Linked DNA regions of Macaca mulatta: region 1 is linked to region 2. A link is a contact called in public Hi-C data. All regions are on one chromosome and are shown on one strand. The core of a region is the stretch at or near the end of the contact, and the rest is flanking DNA. Distances in the headings are between cores, read along the strand shown.

Region 1 (5,674 bases), core at 3,070-5,569, 100 kb after region 2:
CTGGCTTATACAGCTCAGACGAAGGTGATACTATCAGCCAAAACAGGGCATACGGGAGCCCGGATACTTAAGACATCAGAGTGTGTGTGTTTGCGGAGCCACTGAGTCATAGCTGCACACAGCAAGCATTTGGTGGGGAGCAGATAGCAGAAATACAGTCTGTTTTCAAGGAGTGCACAGCTTCGTCCAGGAGACAATCACTGTAAAATCAGGGCTGTCATGGAGGTGGCGGTCAGGCTGAGCTTGGAGGAAAGAATGCCTGACACACCTAGAAAACGTGTGTCCCAGGACATAGAAGAGGGCCCGAGCAGTAGGGGGATCAGTGCGTGTCATGGCACAGAGGTGAGAGGGCAGAAGTGTCTTCCAAGAAGGGCATGTCTTTACAGTATGGTGGGAGGCTGGCAGTCCTGTACATAGTTTATAGTTTGGATTAGAAACGTATGAGGGAGGTCAAGGTTGGTGATCCTAGTCAAGGTCTAATAGTTGTTTGATAAATAGCTACCGAATGAGTGAGAGGCATATGTGGGAACAATATGGCTTTTGGACTCAAATCTCACTTCTTCAGTGACCTTGAACAAATTCCTAACTTCTCCATGTAGTCATAATAATAGCTAGTAAGAGTAAATGTGGAGAAATGGAGCTTTCTTTCAACTGATCACAAGATCTTCAAATCTACTGCCATTTAATACACATCAGTTTTTCAATAGCAGCAGCATCCTTTATTCAAGAAGTAAAAGATCTTGGCTTATTGTATGAACCTTTTCATCAACTCTCTTCTGGTTATTCCTAAGCATTAATAGCAGAGAAGGCTCATTTCCTTTTACCTCATCCTATTTTCCCTTGCTGTTTCATTTATTTGATTACTTACTGGCTTTGCCTCTTTGTATTTTGTGGCGTTTCATTTTAGTGAACCAGAGAAGTAACTTTTACTAATGTATTATCATTAATACGCCCTCTTTTATACTCTGCCTTACAATCCTCTTTGAGTGGCTGTTCCATTTTCTGAATGTGCGTGTGCATGTGTGTGTTTGTATTTGTGAGGGTGGTTAAAATAACAAGTACTGTATTGTTTGGTTTTTAAATATTTAGTGATCCCTTAGTATGCTTGAGGTTATGATAGAGAAATAAAATATCTAAGACAATATATCATGGTTGAAGGCATTTGAAAATTTTATGGCTTAAATACATGGATAAAAAAATGAAAATGTTTCATTATGGAAAGCTTCAGATATAAAAATATAGATAGGATTCCCAGCTGGGTGCGGTGGCTCACAGCTGTACTCTCAGTACTTTTGGAGGCTGAGGTGAGCAAATTGCTTGAGCCCAGGAGTTCAAGACCAGCCTGGGCAACCTGGCGAAATCCTGTCTCTACAAAAATAAGCCAGGTGTGGTAGTCCCAGCTACTTGGGAGGCTGAGATTGGGGGGGATTGCTTGAGCCCAGAGAGGTTGAGGCTGCAGTGAGCCCTGTTTGCACCACTGCACTCCATCCTGGGCGATAAAATGAGACTCTGTTTCAAAAAATATTTGTATCAATAGATGGAATAGTATAGTGTACCCCTACATACCGCCACCCATTTTCAACAGTTATCAACTTATGGCTAATCTTGTTTTATCAGTATCTTTACCCTGATTTTCTTCTATTTTATTTTAAAGCAAATTCCAAATGTATCATTTCATCCATGAGTATTTTGCTACTTGTCTCTAAAAAATAAGGACTCAAAAAAGATAACTATAATAGCATTATTAATAACCTTAGAATGACAGTAATTCCTTAATATCAAATAAACACTGTTCAGATTCCTAGTTATATCATCCATTCTATACTAATTTTACAGGTTTTTTTTGTTTGTTTTCGAGCAGAGTCTCGCTCTGTCATCCAGGTTGGAGTGCAGTGGCGCTCCAATCTCAGCTCACTGCAATCTCAGCCTCCCAGGTTCAAGTGATTCTCCTGCCTCAACCTCCCGAGTAGCTGGGACTATAGGCACAAACCATCATGCCCAGCTAATTTTTGTATTTTTTAGTAGAGATAGGGTTTTGCCATGTTGGACAGGCTGGTCTCAAACTCCTGACCTCAAGTGATCTGCCTGCCTTGGCCTCCCAAAGTGCTGGATTACAGGGGTGAGCCACTGCACCTGGCCTTATTTTACAGTGTGAAGCCTCCTCAGGAGGCTAAGGTGGGAGGATCACTTGAGCCCAGGAGTTTGAGGCTAGCCTGGGCAATATAGCCAGACCCCAATTTTTAAAAAAGTTGTGTTGTAACATTAGATATCACCCTTGCTGCCAACACTCCCTACCTTTTCTGGTTTCACCACTTCCCCTGCCCCTGTTTTGCCCTTTCCAAGTGATTCTGAATTAATTTTCTAGGGATGTTAGAGCAGATTGGTGGTGAAAACGGTTTGGGCTCATGGAGTGGGAAGGAAAAAAATATGTGATGACAGATATATAGCAGAGAATCAGAAAACAAGGTTATATTTAAGAATCTAAAATGTTGCAGACATAAGGACCTACAATGGTTGAGGTTTAAAGGCAGAGATTTTTTGAATTAAAACCTGAATGGCTTCTTCAAAGCTGTTATTTTTGGATGAAAAGTAAGAAGCTGAGGAATGGGGAGAGGAATTCTGCCCTTATTTACCTTGTCAGCCAATTCCCACCTCATCTGGGCAGGGCTTGTTGTCCCAAGGACGAAAGACAGGCCTCAGTGTGTGTGAGTCTAGTGATTGAGTGTGCCTCAGAGCCAGTGGGCGGGCTTGGAAAAACACAAATTGCTGGGCCTGCCCCTGGAGGTTCTGATTCAGTAGACCTAGGGTGGGGTTCAGGGATTTGCATTTCTTTCTTTCTTTTCTTTTCTTTTCTTCTTTTCTTTTCTTTTCTTTTCTTCCTTTCCTTCCCTTTCCCTTTCCCTTTCCCTTTCCTTTCCTTTCCTTTCCTTTCCCTTTCCCTTTCCCTTTCCCTTTCCCTTTCTCTTTCTTTCTTTCTTTTCTTTCTTTCTTTCTTTCTTTCTTTCTTTCTTCCTTTCTTCCTTTCTTCCTTTCTTCCTTTCTTTCTTTCTTTCTTTCTTTCTTTCTTTCTTTCTTTTCTTTCTTTTCTTTCTTTCTTCCTTCCTTCCTTCCTTCCTTCCTTCCTTCCTTCCTTCCTTCCTTCCTTCCTTCCTTCCTTCCTTCCTTCCTTCCTTCCTTCCTTCCTTCCTTTCTTCCTTTCTTCCTTTCTTTCTTTCTTTCTTTCTTTCTTTCTGATGGAGTCTTGCTCTGTCGCCCAGGCTGGATTGCAGTGGTGCAATCTTGGCTCACTGCAACCTCTACCTCCTGGGTTCAAGCAATTCTCCTGCCTCAGCATCCCCAGTAGCTGGGACTACAGGTGCGCACCACAATGCCCAGCTAATTTTTGTATTTTTAGTAGAGATGGGATTTCACCATGTTGGTCAGGCTGGTCTCAAACTCCTGACCTCAAGTGATCTGCCCACCTCTGCTCCCCAAAGTGCTGGGATTACAGGTGTGAGCCACCATGTCTGGTGGGATTTGCATTTCTTACTAGCTCACAGGTGATGCTGCTGTTCCAAACCACTGACTTACTAGTACCTGTTTCTCCCTTTAGATCTGGTTTGGTTTTTGTTTTAAATTAATTTTTATAAGTACATAGTAGGTATGTGCCTTTATGGGGTACATGAGATATTGATACAGGCATAATGATCACATCAGGGTAAACGGGGTATCTGTCACCTCAAGCGTCTGTCATTTCTTTGTGTTACAGACATTCCAATTATATTCTTTAGTTATTTATGAATGTACAGTAAATTGTTGTTGATGGTTGTTACTCTGTTGTGCTTCAAATATGATCTCTCTTTTTAAGATAGTTTCTCTTTGCTGAGATTGTATTGCTGCATGCATTGGCAATCATTGTGTAACTGATTAACCTTCAAAGACAGCTCCTTGCAGGAAAAAAAAAAAAAAACTGTTGAGAAAGGTATGAGTAATTTGTGTGAAAACATATTCTATTTTCATAATGACCACAGAATACTGTGGCGTTCTACCAACCTAGTGGAATGTATGTGAACATTCTCCCTTTCTCTGGAAATTTCTTCTTTTAAGTGTCTTAGTCTCAGTGAATTCTATCTATCCTGGGTAAGAAGTTCAGGGTTCTCTTTTGAACCCAAGCATTTTACCCAAAGAAAGCTGACAAAGCTAGGACAGATGTTATTCTCACAGAAATTTAAAAGAAACTTGCTAGTTTTCTTATGGCCTTTCTTTTCTTCACAGAAAGACTGGGCAGCGAGCCTGACCTAAAACATCAGTTAGTCAGCAACCCTGCAAAAAATTATTGTGTCTTGCCAACGCTTTAGCCACCACACCCATGCCCGGAACTTTCCTTGGTATTTTACCCCATTCAAATCTGCTCTAAATGGGTCCTGACCAAACCTGAAATACACCCTGAACATATTTCTGTTAGTTTCCCCCCCGCTTTAGTCTCTTACTATAATATTTGAATCTTATACCCAAGAGCTTGCTTATCTAAAACTTTCCTAAATTTATTTTTATTAAGCCGTGGGAATAGGAAACCGGTAGCCTGAGAATTCCTGCAAACAGAACTCATTTCACTGTTTACATCACCCAACAAATAAGAGGCTTCTCCAGTTTGAACTATGACTTTGAACCCCAGCTTCACTCCTTTGTTATAGTAGTGATTAATGTTTTCCTGGTACCTTTTTCTTTAGCAAGTCATTCAAAGAAGCATATGTTAGCCACTTAGAATCCAGAAATAAATTTGCTATTTTGTGAGAATTATTGGATGGTGAAATTTTTTGTTCTTTAGGATTTTTTTTCTTTATTTTTGAGACAGGGTCTTTATCACCCAGGCTGAAGTGCAGTGGCACAATCACGGCTCACTGCAGCCTTGAGCTCCTGGGCTCAAGTGATCCACCCACTTCAGCCTCCTGAGCAGCTGGGACTACAGATACATGCCACTACACCCACCTTAGTTTGTATTATTTTTTGTAGAGACAGGGTCTCACTATGTGGCCCAGGCTGGTCTCAAACTCCTGGGCTCTAGTGATCCTCCTGCCTTGGCCTCCCAAAGTAGTGGGATTACAGGTGAATCACTGTGGCTGGCCTTGGATGGTGAAGTTGTAATTTTCTAAGTGGTTTTGTCCACTCAAAGAACTCAATTATAACTAGCAGATTTCTGGGTAAGCAAAGAATGAGAAGAAATGGAGCTGAATATTCTGAGCCTTTTATTTTAGACCATAGGTTCATATAATTGGATTATTCATGATCCTTGATTCGTGACATATTATCATCATAGTCTTAGATGCAGAGGTCCATGCATGTCCAACTTCATTCATTATTTAGTTCTTTTTTAAAGTGGAATTTTTATGTCTAATTTCTAACAACCAACTTCTCTTTCCTAATTTTTCAAATACAAAAGTTTTATTTGGAAAGTAATCCTAGAAAAGACTTAGAGAAATAAAGAAGAGAACTGATAAATGATGCATTATCAAACAAGTTACCACTCTGAGTAGATCTTAATTGTCTGGATAATTCTGGGAACCAATGTACATTACATGAATCAGAATTTTCTCTTTCTAGGGGAAAGTGTGCTGGAATATTTAAAGCTGATAACTTTAAATATTAAAGGGATATTAATTCTCTGGCATTTTCAGACTACCACATCCAATGGCAG
Region 2 (5,903 bases), core at 1,956-4,455:
ATCCTGTGTTGCTTCTGCTGCACTATCCTGATTTTTTTGGAGTTTCCCCAAGATACCCAGAGGCCAGTGATTTCAGTATGTTTATTTAAGGGTTACACTGTCTTCAAAAAATGAAGTATCATGGTGAAGCCTAAATGTAGAGCAGATAAAAGAGCTGTAACTCTGGTTAAAGAGGCGGGGGCGGGGGGGGGAAAGAGGCTGAAATCTCAACCATTGGTTCCTTCGTCACCCACCCTGTAACCTCTAGCTTGAACATTACTGCTCCAAACCTGGCCTGTTTTCAGCCTTCCCTTTGAGTCTTTTGTTTTCTGGATTCTGGATGGCAGCTGTTATCACTCCAGCTGCAGAGAGGATGGGAGGCGACTTCCTGTTTTTCTATCCTGCCATCTCTGTGGGGGTGGGACATTCCCTCCCCCATCTCCTGTGGCTGCCTGTAGTTTTGGAAGAATGTGAGCCTGGATGCAGCCGTCCTGACTAGGGCTGTAGGAATGGCTGGTAGCCACCCAGCCTCTGTTTGAAGGCATCTGGGAGCAAGACAGGCAACAGACACTGATGGACAAGTTGTGTCCCTGACTGTGGGACAGGGAAGGGTGAGTAGCTAAGAGAAAGGTGAAGTAGTTGGTCCAGAAGTAATCTGAGGGAGTTAAGGGTGTTGAACAAATGGTGGGTAGGGGTGTGGGAGAACGGAAGGGCTCTGGCCAAAGCATAAAAAGATAGAAAGAGAGAGAGAGGAAAAAAAAGAACAAGAAGAAACAGTTAGTTTTTGTCTGAGATATTATTTGGGGATACAGTGCATTTAAAGAATGGAAGAGAATAGAAATGATACAATGATCCATTTTCTCACGCCCTGTATTTTTATTGAGCCTTTTCCTTGAATTGGGTACAAGGAATATAAAGAGGTCCTATAAGCAATATGCTTGCTCTTCAGAGTTTGGGAAGGCAGGAAAGGCATTTAACTGGACATGTATAACCACATGTTTACACATCTCTACAATCTCAATCCTTATAACAACCTTTAACGTAGGTATTGTCAGCCCTATTTTAAAGAGGAGGTAACTGAGATTAGGGATGGATGTTTTAGTGACTTGCCCAAAGTTACCCAATAGGTAAGTGGCAGAGCCAGGCCAAGAACCTTGAGTCCTTTTTTCTGTCCGCTGTAACACACAGCTAAGTCTTGGCACAGGACAAGGACTTTAATTAGGCTTTGAGAGAAGGGTGGGACTTAACACACAGATGAGTGGGGATTCCGGTTAGGCCGAAAGGTGAGAATGAAGCAGGGATCTGTGAGTAGACCTGTTTTGACTACAGAGAGGGTTTCCTGGGAGCGAAGTAGGAGATAAGCTGGGAAAGGGAAGTAGAAGCCAGATAAGGGAGAGTTTTAAATGGCTAGAAAAGAATTGCCGGGAAAGGGGGACCCGATTTAGAGGGGAAGAGGTTGATGACAAAACCAAACATTTTAGAAAACTCATCTGGTAGTGGTACAGAGAAAGAATTAGAATTGGGGGAAACTGGAGTCAGAAATTCAAGTCAAGAGTTTGGGATAGTGCAGGCCTGACAAGCAACAAGGGGGTAATGATACAAAGTAGGTCTGTGAGGGCAGTGGCCCAAGCCTGTGGATTTCTTGTAGCATTCTATTGTTTGAAAAAATATATATTATGGACACTCAATACTTGAGATATGGAAAGAAAAACTATGGCTTTGGAGTCAAATAGACCTTGGTTTCAATCCAAGTTCCGGGTGATCTGGAGAAATTTACTTACATAACTTTGCTGAGCCTTTGATTCCTTATGTTAAAATAGGGCTAATAACACTCAATTTACAGGATGATTGGGAAGATTAAACAAGACACAATGCTGGATTCTGTGCATCCCTCTACAATTTTTGGCAGATCGGTGAAATGTAAGGCATGTCATCAATCAAAAAACAATGAAGCCTGGCGCGGTGGCTCACACCTGTAATCCCAGCAGTTTGTGAGGCAGAGGCAGGTGGATCACTCGAGGTCAGGATTTCGAGACCAGCCTGGCCAGCATGGCAGAAACCCCTCTCAACTAAAAATACAAAAATTAGCCGGGTGTGGTGGTGGGCGCCTGTAGTCCCAGCTACTCGGAGGATGAGGCAGGAGAATCACTTGAACCCGGGAGGAGAAGGTTGCTGTAAGCCAGATCGTGCCACTGCACTCCAGCCTGGGTGACAGAGTGAGCTGTTTTTTAAAAAAAAAAAGAGAAAAAAAGAAAGTTATTAATTCACTATATTTCTAGAAGATGGTGGGTTATATGCTACCTATATCTCACACAAATAAAGCTGCTTTTCACCATTCAGTCCTGCCTCTAAGTAGCATCTGCCTTGAAAGAACCATCTTCTGAGAATCTTTCTCTTCTGTCAGCCAAGGGGATTATACCGCATGATATCTGTCAAGGATAAACGTTAGTTAATTCTTAATTGATAGCTCAGCCACTACAATTGGTTCCATTCAACAGTAATTATTCTCATGTGGTTTGTGGAACTCAATTGTGAGGTCCCTCCTTCCTCCACCCTTTTCAGTGTGTGCATTAAAACAGCAGCCTTAAGGTCTTTAAACGAGTAAATAAATTTTTCTTGCTTCAGAGATTCAATTTTACTTGCCCGAGAAGCTTGTGTGGTGTGATTTTCATCGCTAAAAGCAAAAGCAGCCATGTGGCTGATAACACCACTTAGCAATTCAAAGCTCGGTCACCGTTTTCAGGAGTCTCTTCCAAATCTTTCTGAAGTGCTTTTGAAGCTCTACATTCCCCGTCTAAGGGAACACCCAGCAGTCCCAGGATAAAAGGGCAGAAGGGTGAGCTGACGTTTTCCTTTATTTGCATGGCTTAAAGCTAGCCATTTTCTACACCACGCGCCGCCGGGCTCGTACATGCCCGTGTGCCCGTGACACTGAGGCAATTGTTTCTCCTTAAAAAGGGGGTTCGCGTGGGTTAGTTTCGTTTCTGATCTGCAATCTCAGTAACTACAACAAGAAAAGTCTAAAACTCGACCCGCCAGGTTCTTCCCCATCGCATTATCTCCGTTCCTTAGAGATAGCAGGAAGGGCAGCATTTTCTTCCATCCACCCACTTTCAGCCCTAGTCTGGCTCAGCGAGGAATGTATAAAATTAGTGGACTCCTCTGAGTGACGTTCCCCGGCTCCAATCAGCGGGCGCGCAGGCGCCTCCGGCTCCGCCCCACTGCTGACTCTCTTTGGCTGATTCCTGCAGGGAGGGAGGAGAGAAGGGCGGCAGTGGGAGGGGGAGGTACCTGAACTGGGAGTGATGTCAGCTCCCAGCTCGGTGCCTGCCCGGATTCCTGACATGGTGTAGTGCAGGCAGGGTGGGGAAGGGACGGGGAAGGACTCGTGTGCTGCGAGCCGGCGGACGGGCCGGAGTGCTGGGGCTTTGAGCTCCAAGAGGAGGTGGACGAGAACTTTTGGAACTAGTGCCGGCGGCTCTCCACCCCCCAGGTAAGGGCGTTTTGCTCCACTACGAGACGGGAGGGAAGTGGCACCGTTGTGTGGCTGCAGCTGGCTGTTGCAGCTGCTCCTCCTCTTCCCTGGGTCGATTTCCTTGTGCAACTCACTCCTGTTTCCCAATGGGAATGGGCACTTTTGGGGGGTGGTAGGGGTGGAGGGTAGGGCTTAACTCCTGGGGCTCCGACCGAGCTTGTACGTGAAGAATACTCCAGGATTGGACGTTTAGGTCTTGTCTGTATCCTTAGACCCCCACACCCTAGGTTCCCAGTAATACCTGAGAACCCCAACCAGAGGGGTGTGTGTCTCTCTACATTGGGGGATTTTAAAATGCCGCAAAAAAATTATGAATCATCGACTCAAAAATTATGCTCGTTGAAAAGAAAAAAAGTTTTGTATTTTTTTTGTCTCCTTGTGGCCTATTATATATTAAAAGAATATCAGTGTTATTCTTATATATCAATGTAAAATATCCTTTTGTGTAATCCAGTCAGGACGTGAGAAATTCACTTGGGGTGTGTATTAATTATGAGCTTGTGGGAAAACTCGTCTCTTGGGGGCACACTTCTAAAACTGCAACTAGTATTCGCTCATTTTAACCGAGAAATCCCTTCAGCTGCCAACTTTGTATTTGGAGGGGTTAGGATGGCTGCTGAGAATCTTCAGATCTGTTTCCTGTGGCTGCTTTAAAGGTGGGCTGGTAGTTGTGTTTTCAGGGATCTCTTTTAGAGAAGGGAGTTTTAACAGGGAAATGCGGTAGAAGGCGTGGCATATAAACTCTTAATTATAGAGTCGTGAATTTTTCAACATGTGGGACCAAAACAAATCCTTTCTTTCAGTGAGAACTGCGGAGAGCAATAGAAAGAGAACTTGATTTCAAAGTCCAAGTTTGGTATTTTGGGAAAGCAATTGCCTGTCGGGAGGAAAAAGATACTTTAAGAAGTGAAAAGATACTTTAAGAAGTGAAAGAACAGAATTCTGATTTTTGTTTATTTCCTGTTTCAAACGCTGTCTTTTTCCTGTGTGGAGATTTTGTGTGCCCTGGTCACTAACTGGGTGTGATTGACTTTCTCGAAGGGGCGGGGAAATTGACTCCATACACTGATTCAGGACCCTCTCATCAGTGCTTTAAGGCTCTCTTCTGGAGCAGGAAGGAAAAAAAAAAAAAAAGTCAGCGCTGAGACTCCTGAGTCAAGTTTCCCCTTTCTTTCACCGAAGTTCCTCCTTAGCAGTGAGGATCCTACTGTTGCCAGGTCTGGAGGAAATGGGAGTGGACTTCATTGTGAGTCAAAATCCATATCCCAGGCCCCTGAAGGAAAAAGCATTTCCAGGAGATGGAGAAACAAAGAAGACACAACAGTACCTCTAGTAAACCCAAGTCAGGAAATGGGATAGAGGACTATCCATGGGGTTCTCTATCTTTCTAGCCAGATGATCATTAGGTTTCAGAACTAGAAAGAAGTGTTTGGTTGTGCCGTTGTTTATGACATACCTGGGTCTGTATTGTTCTTAGTTCCTGCAAAAATTAAATAGGGTGGATAAATAGCAGGCTTTTTGAGAAAGGAAAATTTGCTTTATTGGAAAGACAAGAACATTTTAATTTTGGTTTGTATTTTGGCTTAAGACACAAAAATTGCAAATGGCTCTGCAATAATGGTGAACAAGTCTTTTCTATTTATGTTCTATGGGGAGTACATAAAACATACCATATTTCCAGTGTACTTTTTCAGTAGGATAGAGCTGTGGAGTGGGATAATGTGAACTCAGTGTAGTGTTCCTTGGTTGATAGTGTTCCAACTGCATTTGTAATACCAAAAGATGGGGCTGCAAAAGCCAGACGGTTAAGTAGAGAAGAGTATCTTTAGGACGTTATCCTTATGTGCCAAATTCAGATTTACACTTTCTTTCCAAGAAACTAGTCCTAGTTGAGGGACTTGAATATACCAAAACTCTAAATTTGATTCACAGTTTGAGTAATAGCAGTAATTTTACATACTTAATTTAAACCAATATTTCTCTTTCTCAGTCCATGTTTATGAGGCAGATCTGGTGAGGAAAACACAGAATACTTAAAAGATGTTTGAGTTATTGAGAAAGGTAGGATCAGGTTTTGGTTAAATTACTTTTGACCCACAACTGTCATACTTCCAAGAGCAATTTTAAAAATTAAGGTCGGCCGGGTGCGGTGGCTCACGCCTGTAATCCCAGCACTTGAGTCAGGTGGATCACCTGAGGTCAGGAGTTCGAGACCAGCCTGGCTAACATGGTGAAACTCCGTTTCTACTAAAAATACAAACAAATTGCCGAGTGTGGTGGCGGGCGCTTGTAGTCCCAGCTACTTGGGAGGCTGAGGCAGGAGAGGGAGGCTGAGGCAGGAGAGGGAGGCTGAGGCAGGAGAGGGAGGCTGAGGCAGGAGAGGGAGGCT

The links. Hi-C and Micro-C count contacts between places; a contact is called where the count stands out from the background.
Region 1: a contact with region 2 is called in a Hi-C map of fibroblasts, with 2.2 times the contacts expected there. The contact joins two enhancer-like sites. A contact is called at or near these places in 3 of 14 Hi-C or Micro-C datasets (CD4 T cells, fibroblasts and liver).

The regions. Positions count from the first base shown.
Region 1 is chr11:29,978,337-29,984,010 of T2T-MMU8v2.0, forward strand. All of the region lies in intron 1 of PPFIBP1 (PPFIA binding protein 1), which reads left to right. Among named protein-coding and RNA genes, the nearest start is that of PPFIBP1, 49 kb to the left of the region's middle. Within about 2 kb of position 4,320, at least 1 of the 40 cell types and tissues checked has an H3K27ac peak or open chromatin away from gene starts, as enhancers often do.
Region 2 is chr11:29,874,991-29,880,893 of T2T-MMU8v2.0, forward strand. No RefSeq gene overlaps it. Among named protein-coding and RNA genes, the nearest start is that of PPFIBP1, 55 kb to the right of the region's middle. Within about 2 kb of position 3,206, at least 37 of the 40 cell types and tissues checked have an H3K27ac peak or open chromatin away from gene starts, as enhancers often do.